Regions from separate parts of the Oncorhynchus mykiss genome. Here region 2 is linked to region 1. The links are chromatin contacts, called in public Hi-C maps. All regions are on one chromosome and are shown on one strand. The core of a region is the stretch at or near the end of the contact, and the rest is flanking DNA. Distances in the headings are between cores, read along the strand shown. Region 1 holds the start of LOC110537380 (RING finger protein 121). Region 2 holds the start of LOC110537381 (E3 ubiquitin-protein ligase RNF167).

What was found. Hi-C and Micro-C count contacts between places; a contact is called where the count stands out from the background.
Region 2: a Hi-C map of liver shows a contact between it and region 1, with 2.5 times the contacts expected there. The contact joins the promoter of LOC110537381 here to the promoter of LOC110537380 in region 1. A contact is called at or near these places in 2 of 3 Hi-C or Micro-C datasets (blood and liver).

What each region holds. Positions count from the first base shown.
Region 1 is chr12:29,495,232-29,499,997 of USDA_OmykA_1.1, forward strand. It overlaps LOC110537380 (RING finger protein 121), which reads left to right and starts at 2,869. Exons shown (of 12, transcript XM_021623383.2): 1 at 2,869-3,022; 2 at 3,927-3,964. The coding sequence starts at 2,945.
Region 2 is chr12:29,647,564-29,652,329 of USDA_OmykA_1.1, forward strand. It overlaps LOC110537381 (E3 ubiquitin-protein ligase RNF167), which reads left to right and starts at 2,566. Exons shown (of 10, transcript XM_021623384.2): 1 at 2,566-2,664; 2 at 3,792-3,951; 3 at 4,100-4,180; 4 at 4,271-4,414; 5 at 4,563-4,650. The coding sequence starts at 3,853.

The DNA of each region.
Region 1 (4,766 bases), core at 1,619-4,118:
AATAATCGCACCAACTGTTGTCACCTTCCCACCAAGCTGCTTGGCGATGGTCTTGTAGCCCATTCCAGCCTTGTATAGGTCTACAATCTTGTCCCTGACATCCTTGGAGAGCTCTTTGGTCTTGGCCATGGTGGAGAGTTTGGAATCTGATTGATTGATTGCTTCTGTGGACAGGTGTCTTTTATACAGGTAACAAACTGAGATTAGGAGCACTCCCTTTTAAGAGTGTGCTCCTAATCTCAGCTCGTTACCTGTATAAAAGACACCTGGGAGCCAGAAATTTTCTGATTGAGAGGTGGTCAAATACTTATTTCCCTCATTAAAATGCAAATCAATTTATAACATTTTTGACATGTGGTTTTCTGGATTTTGTTGTTGTTATTCTGTCTCTCACTGTTCAAATAAACCTACCATTAAAATTATAGACTGATCATTTCTTTGTCAGTGGGCAAACATACAAAATCAGCAGGGGATCAAATACTTTTTTCCCTCACTGTACAAATTAATTTTTAATTCAGTGATTAAAATTACGACCCCATCCTCAGTAGTCTATTCCAGCAGGCTATTGGGAAACATAAGCACTTTTTACCTCGAAATCGCCAAACTTTTCATGTTGAATAAATTAATCTGTTAATTTGAACTAAGCAAGCTGCTAAATCATTCAGTTTCATCTTACATACATTTTGCCTAGGCTACTGTAGACTATCTGAAGATGTACAGTAGGCCTTTAAGAGGCTCTAAGCTACCTGCATCTATCTAAGCAAACCATGGCAAAGTTGAATTACAATCAGAAACCCAGATTTTAGTCTGTAGCCTGCCTATGCCTATTGAAATGACAAGTCGGGAAATGGGCAATTTTATAACTGTTTGTAGTCTTAATATCTGGCACATAATGACGGCATAATTGCCAGAAAACAGCCTAACATTGTTTTTTTTTAAAGTTTGTCCAAGTGTTTCTTGCTCAGAGATTTTGAGATCCTCTGTCAAACTTTCATGACCCAAACTCTCCTGTCGGATTTATCTATAGTTATGCACATGCGCAAAGGGGATTTATTTAAGCAATAGGCACGAGGAGGTGTGGTATATGGCCAATATACCACAGCTAACGGACTCCGCTTTGCGTCATGCTTAAGAACAGCCGTTAGCCGTAGTATATTGGCCATATACAATATCCACTCGTGCCTTAGTGCTTATTCAGCAGTCAAACAAGTTAAATCGACATCCATTGATGGAAAATTATCTGGTGAGTAAGCTATATTTCGTCTCCAATGTTTATTGAAAACATAAATAATTTGCATAATGAGTACTTGTTGTCTCTGAAATACATCCTTACAGTTGTTGGCTCGCTAGTTAGCCATATTAGCAATTGACATGAAATCAGTCAAACTAGACGGGGATGAAGAACATGATGAAACGAGTTTAAACCAGCCACTTACGATTCCCAACATGGCACATTCTTGACATTCTTGCTAGCAATCTGGCTATCCAGAATCACAACAACACGCTGACTTCTGCCCCACGGAAGCGCGCGCATCGTTTCGTGATAACGTCAGCTAACCCATCTATACCACAGATAGAACAGTTTTGCATTTATTTTGGCATTGTCTACATGTAAAGAAATTATGGAAAGATATTCATAGTTTTATCACTGTTAATATTCTTGATGACTTTTGTTTTTTTATGGGAGAATGCGCTGCTTGGTTTCCTTAGCTATAGTAAGGATAACGAAAAACAATTTTACCTCAAATGTATTTGTGCTGATGGCAAAATGTCATATTCATAAATGTAAATTCACTAATAAAAAAACACTCTTCCATGTTTTCTATGAGGAATTTGAGCAGTACATTAAGACTATTCTACATTCTTATAATAAGCTTTTAAAACAATCAATATGTGTGTATTTTTTAAGGTCTTTGTATAATCTGTCCTTTGTTGTACCCCCTAGTGTATGTTATCATTGCCTGTTTGTATGCTTCTTGTGTGGTTTTTCTCCAAAATATAAATAAAATAACAATATTTCACCAGATGTATACATGTGAAGCATCCGGTTGGTGTTCCACTCACTTCCAAATATGGTAATATGGTGATGAGCTGAAGCCCAGTGGCCGGCAGTTGAAGAAGATGAAGCAGATAGATTTTTGCCGACATTTTGCAAATTTTTCATCGATCTCCATGCAGTTTTCTGTTTCCAAAACTAGAATATGTAACAGAATGGACTGCATTTTGTAGACTTTAACAGTTTCTAAAAATTGCCATTTTTACAAGGAGTGCAAGGGCGAATTGAGTTATTCACAGTGGTGGAAAAAGTACCCAAAACTCATACTTGAGTAAAAGTAAAAATACTTAAATAGAAAATGACTCAAGTAAAAGTAAACCACTAAAATACTCCTTTAGTAAAAGTCTAAAACTATTTGGTTTTAAATATACTTAAGTATCAAAAGTAAATGTAGGTGCTAAAATATACTTAAGTATCAAAAGTAAAAGTACAAATAATTAAAACAATCCTTATATTAAGCAAACCAGACGGCACAACTGTCTTGTTTTTAAAAGTTATGGATAGCCAGGGTCACACTCAGACATCATTTACGAACAAAGCATTTGTGTTTAGTGAGTCCACCAGATCAGTGTCAATAGGGATGACCAGGGATGTTAAATACACCACGGATTATTCCACACACGCGCTTCTCAGAGTAGGCGTTCCCTAACGGACATATGCAAACAAATGCTAGAAAACGACAATAGGATATGACTAGCTCGTGCTTGGCTCTGCCCATCTCAATTCTCGCTTATTCTCACAATTATTCATTAGTCTTGGGTTAGTTATAAAAAATCTTTGTCTAACCTGTTTACAAACGGAAAAGAACTCGCGTGCAGTGTTTTGATTGGCCCTCGTGTTTTCCAAACCGGAAATGGCATCCGTTCGGAATTGACAGCACTCCCGAAGATGGCGGGGGTGTTTGAGGTGGAGGTTGATGGTGTAGAACACGATCATGGACTCGGACATCACGATGAACCAAATCAGGTTAGGGTACATGTGTTACCGTTGTAGAATCCGAAAACAACGAACAGCGTGAATTGTAAAGTGCTCACATTGCGTTGCAGCCAATATGGACTAGACCTGCCTCTTGCACCGGCTAGTGAACGTCACAAGATGTTAGCTTTGCTAGTTAACTTCCCAGTTCTCTTCCCTTTTAGCTAGACAGGTAGGATGTCATTGAGTGCATTTCTCTATTGAGTGCATTAGGAAACCAAGTAATATTATAGTGCAGTCAGCTAAAACAAACGTACAACTTCAAGGGCCATCATCATCACGCCCTTGTCTTGTACGTGGTAGCTGATAGCTAACGTTAGCTAACTATTTAGCTAGGTTGCTATATAAGTAGCCACAGATAGCTAACTAAATTGATAATTCTGGTTTAGCTGCCCCCAAATTGCTGCCTTTGCTTGACAACCCGTTTCCTATTGCAATAGCATCAATGATGTAGCAGTAGCTAGTACTCATTAGATGTCACGCCATGTAATAGCTGATGTGGCAGACAGAGTCAAAGGTCATCTAGTTGACGCATAATCCATCTTCTGTCCTGGTAGCCTGAGCTCTCTAAAAACTGTTTTGGACCAAAGGCTAGTTAGTGTTCTCACCATTTAGCTATAATGGATAGAAACCGTGCCTATGCTCTTTGTTGGCCAGCAGTGTTCATCCCTTTTAGTATTCACATGTCTGTCCACTACCAACAGCCTCTCAACCCACATGATCAGAATACAGACTGATTTAAAATTACTATTTTTGATGCAATAATTGTAGTTTGTAGATATATTGTTTAATTCAGAGGTTCTATGTGACTGTATTTGCATGTAGATTTCTAACTAATTGATTTAGAAGCATTTGGAATAATTGTGAATGTCTGTTTGGTTTGTTTTCACTTTAGGTCGATTTGTCCCATCTGTCACCGGAGGAGAAGTGGAGGTCAGTCTCTTCCCAATTATTCATTCTGACTGCAAATTAGATTTACAGTTGAAGTCGGAAGTTTACATACACCTTAGCCAAATACATTTAAACTCAGTTTTTCACAATTCCTGTCATTTAATCCTAGTAAAAATTCCCTGTCTTAGGTCAGTTAGGATCACCACTTAATTTTAAGAATGTGAAATGTCAGAATAATAGTAGAGAGAATGATTTATTTCAGCTTTTATTTCTTTCATCACATTCCCAGTGGGTCAGAAGTTTACATACACTCAATTAGTATTTGGTAGCATTGCCTTTAAATTGTTTAACTTGGGTCAAATGTTTCGGGTAGCCTTCCACAAGCTTCCCACAATAAGTTGGGTGAATTTTGGCCCATTCCTCCTGACAGAGCTGGTGTAACTGAGTCAGGTTTGTTGGCCTCCTTTCTCGCACACGCTTTTTCAGTTCTGAAATCACAAATGTTCTATAGGATTGAAGTCAGGGGTTTGTGATGGCCACTCCAATACAGTGACTTTGTTGTCCTTAAGCTATTTTGCCACAACTTTTGAAGTATACTGGGGGTCATTGTCTATTTGGAAGACCCAATTGCGATCAAGCTTTAACTTCCTGATTGATGTCTTGAGATGTTACTTCAATATATCCACAATTTTATTTCCTCTTGATGCCATCTATTTTGTGAAGTGCACCAGTCCCTCCTGCAGCAAAGCACCCCCACAACATTATGCTGCCACCCCCGTGCTTCATGGTTGGGATGGTGTTCTTTGGCTTGCAAGCCTCCCCCTTTTTCCTCCAAACATAACGA
Region 2 (4,766 bases), core at 1,316-3,815, 150 kb after region 1:
GCAGAAACTTTGAGTCCTTTGTGTTTGCAACCATATGTGAACGGCTGGGTGTGCACAAGACCGTTTCCCCAACAGAGTGATGGCCTCATGGAGCATTTCAACAAAACGCTGGCCATCATCTCTGCCAGATACCAGCGTGACTGGGACAAGCACCTGCCCATGGTCCTCGTGGCATGCTGCACCGCTGTCCAAGACTCCACCTCCTGCATGCCTGCCTTACTCATGCTGGGGAGAGAGATCCGCACTCCTGCAGAGATGGCATTTGGGCCGACCCCCTGATAGCCCTTCTGTTCCACTGGTGCCAGAATAAGCCAGGAGACTCCAGGACTGTCTTGAGACAGCCCACACCTTCGTTAGGGAGAATCTGGGGAATTCAGATGTGAGGCAGAAAATAAACTACGTTGTGTACACCTGGGGAGGCACTTTGAGGCTGAGACATGGTCTGGGTCTACAGCCCCCTGAGGAAGAAAGGCTGTTGCCCCAAGTTCGACAGGCACTGGGTGGGGTCCTGCAGCATCCTTGAGAGGATGGGGGAGGTGGTGTACCAGGTCCAGCTGCCTCCCAGGGGGAGAAAGGTGGCACTGCACCGGGACAGGTTATCCCCATACAGAGGCGCCTCTTCGCCCACGGACACCCGAGGGACCTTAACCCCCTGTGTCACTGATAGGTCCCCTGTGGCCGCATCCTTTTCCCCCTGTCCCTGCCCTCATCCCCTGTGCACAAGCGGGACAGCCCCATGCCACAGACTGCACTCCCTTTGCCACGAGTGGACACTCTGTCCCCATCACGCCTGTGCAGACAAAGTAGACCTCCAAATCTTTGTTTGTTCTCCCTGCTGGTCAGTTATGTGTAACTGTTTATGAGTTTCTGGTCATGTTTATTTGTTTCACAGGGTCTAGCATTTAGTTAATTTTATTTTTTATTTATTTCCCCTTTATTTAACCAGGTAGGCCAGTTGAGAACAAGTTCTCATTTAGAACTGCGACCTGGCCAAGATAAAGCAAAGCAGTGTGACACAAACAACAGAGTTACACATGGGATAAACAAACGTACAGTCAATAACACAATAGAAAAATCTATATACAGTGTGTGCAAATGAAGTAAGATTAGGAAGAGCAGTTGGAGGCCACGGAAGGAGAGTTGTATGGCATTGAAGCTCGTCTGGAGGTTAGTTAACACAGCGTCCAAAGAAGGGCCAGAAGTATGCAGAATGGTGTCGTCTGCGTAGGTGGATCAGATAATCACCAGCAGCAAGAGCGACATCATTGATGTATACAGAGAAAAGAGTCGGCCCGAGAATTGAACCCTGTGGCCCCATAGAGACTGCCAGAGTTTCGGACAACAGGCCCTCCGATTTGACACACTGAACTCTATCTGAGAAGTAGTTGGTGAACCAGGCTAGGCAGTCATTTGAGAAACCAAGGCTGTTGAGTCTGCTGATAAGAATGTGGTGATTGACAGAGTCGAAAGACTTGGCCAGGTCGATGAAGACGGCTGCACAGTATCGTATTTTATCGATGGCGGTTATGATATCTTTTATGACCTTGAGCATGGCTGAGGTGCACCCATTGACCAGCTCTGAAACCAGATTGCATAGCGGAGAAGGTACGGTGGGATTCGAAATGGTTGGTGATCTGTTTGTTAACTTGGCTTTCGAAGACTTTAGGTCTAGAGTGTCTCCCCCTTTGAAGAAGGGGATGACCGCGGCAGCTATCCAATCTTTAGGGATCTCAGACGATACGAAAGAGAGGTTGAACAGGCTAAAAATAGAGGTTGCAACAATTGCGGCGGATAATTTAAGAAAGAGAGGGTCCAGATTTGCCTAGCCCAGCTGATTTGTAGGGGTCCAGATTTTGCAGCTCTTTCAGAACATCAGCTATCTGGATTTGGGTGAAGGAGAAGCAGGGGAGGCTTGGTCAAGTTGCTGTGGGGGGTGCAGAGCTGTTGCCCGGGGTAGGGGTGGCTAGGTGGCAAGCATGGCCAGCCGTAGAAAAATACTTATTGAAATTCTCAAATATCGTAGATTTATTGGTGGTGACAGTGTTTCATAGCATCAGTGCAGTGGTCAGCTGGGAGGAGGTGCTCTTATTCTCCATGGACTTTACAGTGTCCCAGAACTTTTTTGAGTTTGTGCGACAGGATGCAAATTTCTGTTTGAAAAGCTAGCATTTGCTTTCCTAACTGCCTGTGCATATTGGTTCCTAACTTCCCTGCAAAGTTGCATGCCAGTCCCCCTGCTGTCTGTCAATCAATGGAATAGCTGGGATGTTTCAGTGCCAGGCGTCCTTGGGGTTGGTGGACAGCGATTTGAGAATTGTTGTGGACATTCGCTCATTTATGTTTTATTCTCAGTCATTACAATAAATGTGTATTTTAGTTTACGTGTATTTCTTTAAACATAGCCTACACAATACATTTCAACATACCAGTATCTGTGTAAACTTTAAAATACATGTTGGTATAAATAACATTTAAAATTCTGTGAAAAACAGTTGTACTGCAATTGAGTGCAATATTCCCAACATGTAGTATGTCTTTGCTGGGACTCTTATTTTGAAAACATAAAATCCGCGATCGCGCTACCGCCATAATATCCTGCTGCTAGGAGAACGGTAATAACTTTATCGCAGTGAAGAATTGGACCAAACAACAAGACACTGACTGGTACAAGGATCACACCATTTTCCCCAGATAGCTAGCTAGATAGATATGTTTACATTTCCTTAATTGAGACTGTTCTGATTATCAGTATTGAGGAGCTGCCTGACATAAAATTCTGTAACTTTCAGATCGCTAGTTACAATCTTAGAACATTAGCTAACGTTTGTTATCCGTGCCGTGGTAAATGAAATTCGTCTTTGTTGTTGTTAGCAGCACACCTAATGTTATCTAGCTAAGGTCAGATTGTTCAGCCAATAGCGAAGTAAACTAGCTAGCTAACAGAGTTATTAAGGAAAATAATAGTTTTGTCCACTGGACCGAATCTGTTATTTTTGTCCCCAAGCATTGATTCCAAAATGTGTTTTAGCTGTGTGTTAATTTAACGTTAGCTGGCTAGGTTGCTAGCTAGCTACGTATAAACTAGTTAGCTACTGTAGTTATCACTGACGAGTAATGTTAGCTAGCTACTGTACTGTATTTGTGTTTTGTATACAGGCACCAACACATCTAAACGTTGATCATAGAAACTATTAACGTTATACTGTGATTTTTTTTCTTCGTTTATTTGGACTGGTATTGGAATAATTTATTATAATGCTATTAATCGCTTACGAAAAAAGATTGCAGTCAGAGAGCAGTATAATTAAGCAATAAGGCCTAAGAGGGTGTGGTATATGGCTAATATACCACGGCTAAGAGTTGTTCTTACGCACGACGTAACGCGGAGTGCCTGGACACAGCCCCTAGTCTTGTTATATATGCCATATATCACAAGCCCCCGAGGTGCCTTATTGCTATTATAAACTGGTTACTAACGTGATTAGAGCAGTAAAAATGTATGTTTTGTCATACCCATGGTATACTGTCTGATATACTACGGCTGTCGCCAATCAGCATTCAGGGCTCGAACCATCCAGTTTATTACTGCAGTTAGAGTGCAGTATAACTGCTGCAAATACTGCGTCAAAAATATATATTTTTTTTACTGCAGTAATTTTGCAGTACACTGCAATTACTGCGTTCAAAATACCACAGTTGACTGCAGTTACTGCACATTTACTGCAGTTTCAAAACTAACATATTTTTTTGTAAGGGATTACTATAATCAAGGGATTATTTTCACTCCTCAGGCTGAGCTTCCCTGTTACCTTGCCGTACTCATCCCATTCTCCAAACAGACAGTGAGGCAGGATGCTGGGTCTGTGGTGCATGGATGCCCAACTGGGCCTTCTCACTCTGGTGCTGTGCTGCACACTGGCTCCCTTACCTGCGCACGCATATATCTATGCTGTGAGTCCTCATAATTGTAGAACTGTATGATCAAGTTTGTTGTGGATTTACAAGTGATGTTTGCCATTGGATTTGTCATAAACAAATGCAGTTTACAGTCCCTGTGTGCTGGCATTGATTTTAAAACTTGTGTCTCTCTGTCTGGTAGCATTACAGCAATATGACTAACATGTTGTTTGAGGACCTGTCTGCCTTGTTTGGATCATCACTACCCAAAGAGGGACTTATGGTGAGAGGAGGGGAGGGGATAACATTCCCTTTCATCCAATGGATAAATTGGCTCTAAAATTACCTAATTTTCTTTCTCTTTGTCGTTAAGGGTGTGTTAGTAGAGTCCCGTCCACTCAACGGCTGCACTCCGATAAAACCTCCACCACCACGGCCCACATCTAGTGATTCCAACACTACCACTACTAAGTACATAGTCCTCATCCGACGCTATGACTGCAATTTTGATATCAAGGTTAGTCTGTTGGGTTGCTTAGGACATATGGTGTTTTTCCATTTGAATTCAACCTATTTATTTATTGCAACATATTCAGTGTAAAACCACACTGCGTGTAGTGTTTACAATTATTATAGTGTGAATTATGATTTTGTATTTAATGCAGGTGCTGCATGCACAGCAAGCAGGATTCAGTGCAGCCATCGTTCACAACATGTACTCGGAGACTCTACTCAACATGAACTACAGCAATGGTGAGGATCCTGAAATCGTCTTCAACTTCCCTAAGCTGCCTTTTCCCATTTCTGACAGAATCAGTTCCGTTAGTTTACTTCCCCTTAACCAGGTTGACTGATTTGTGTTCTCACTT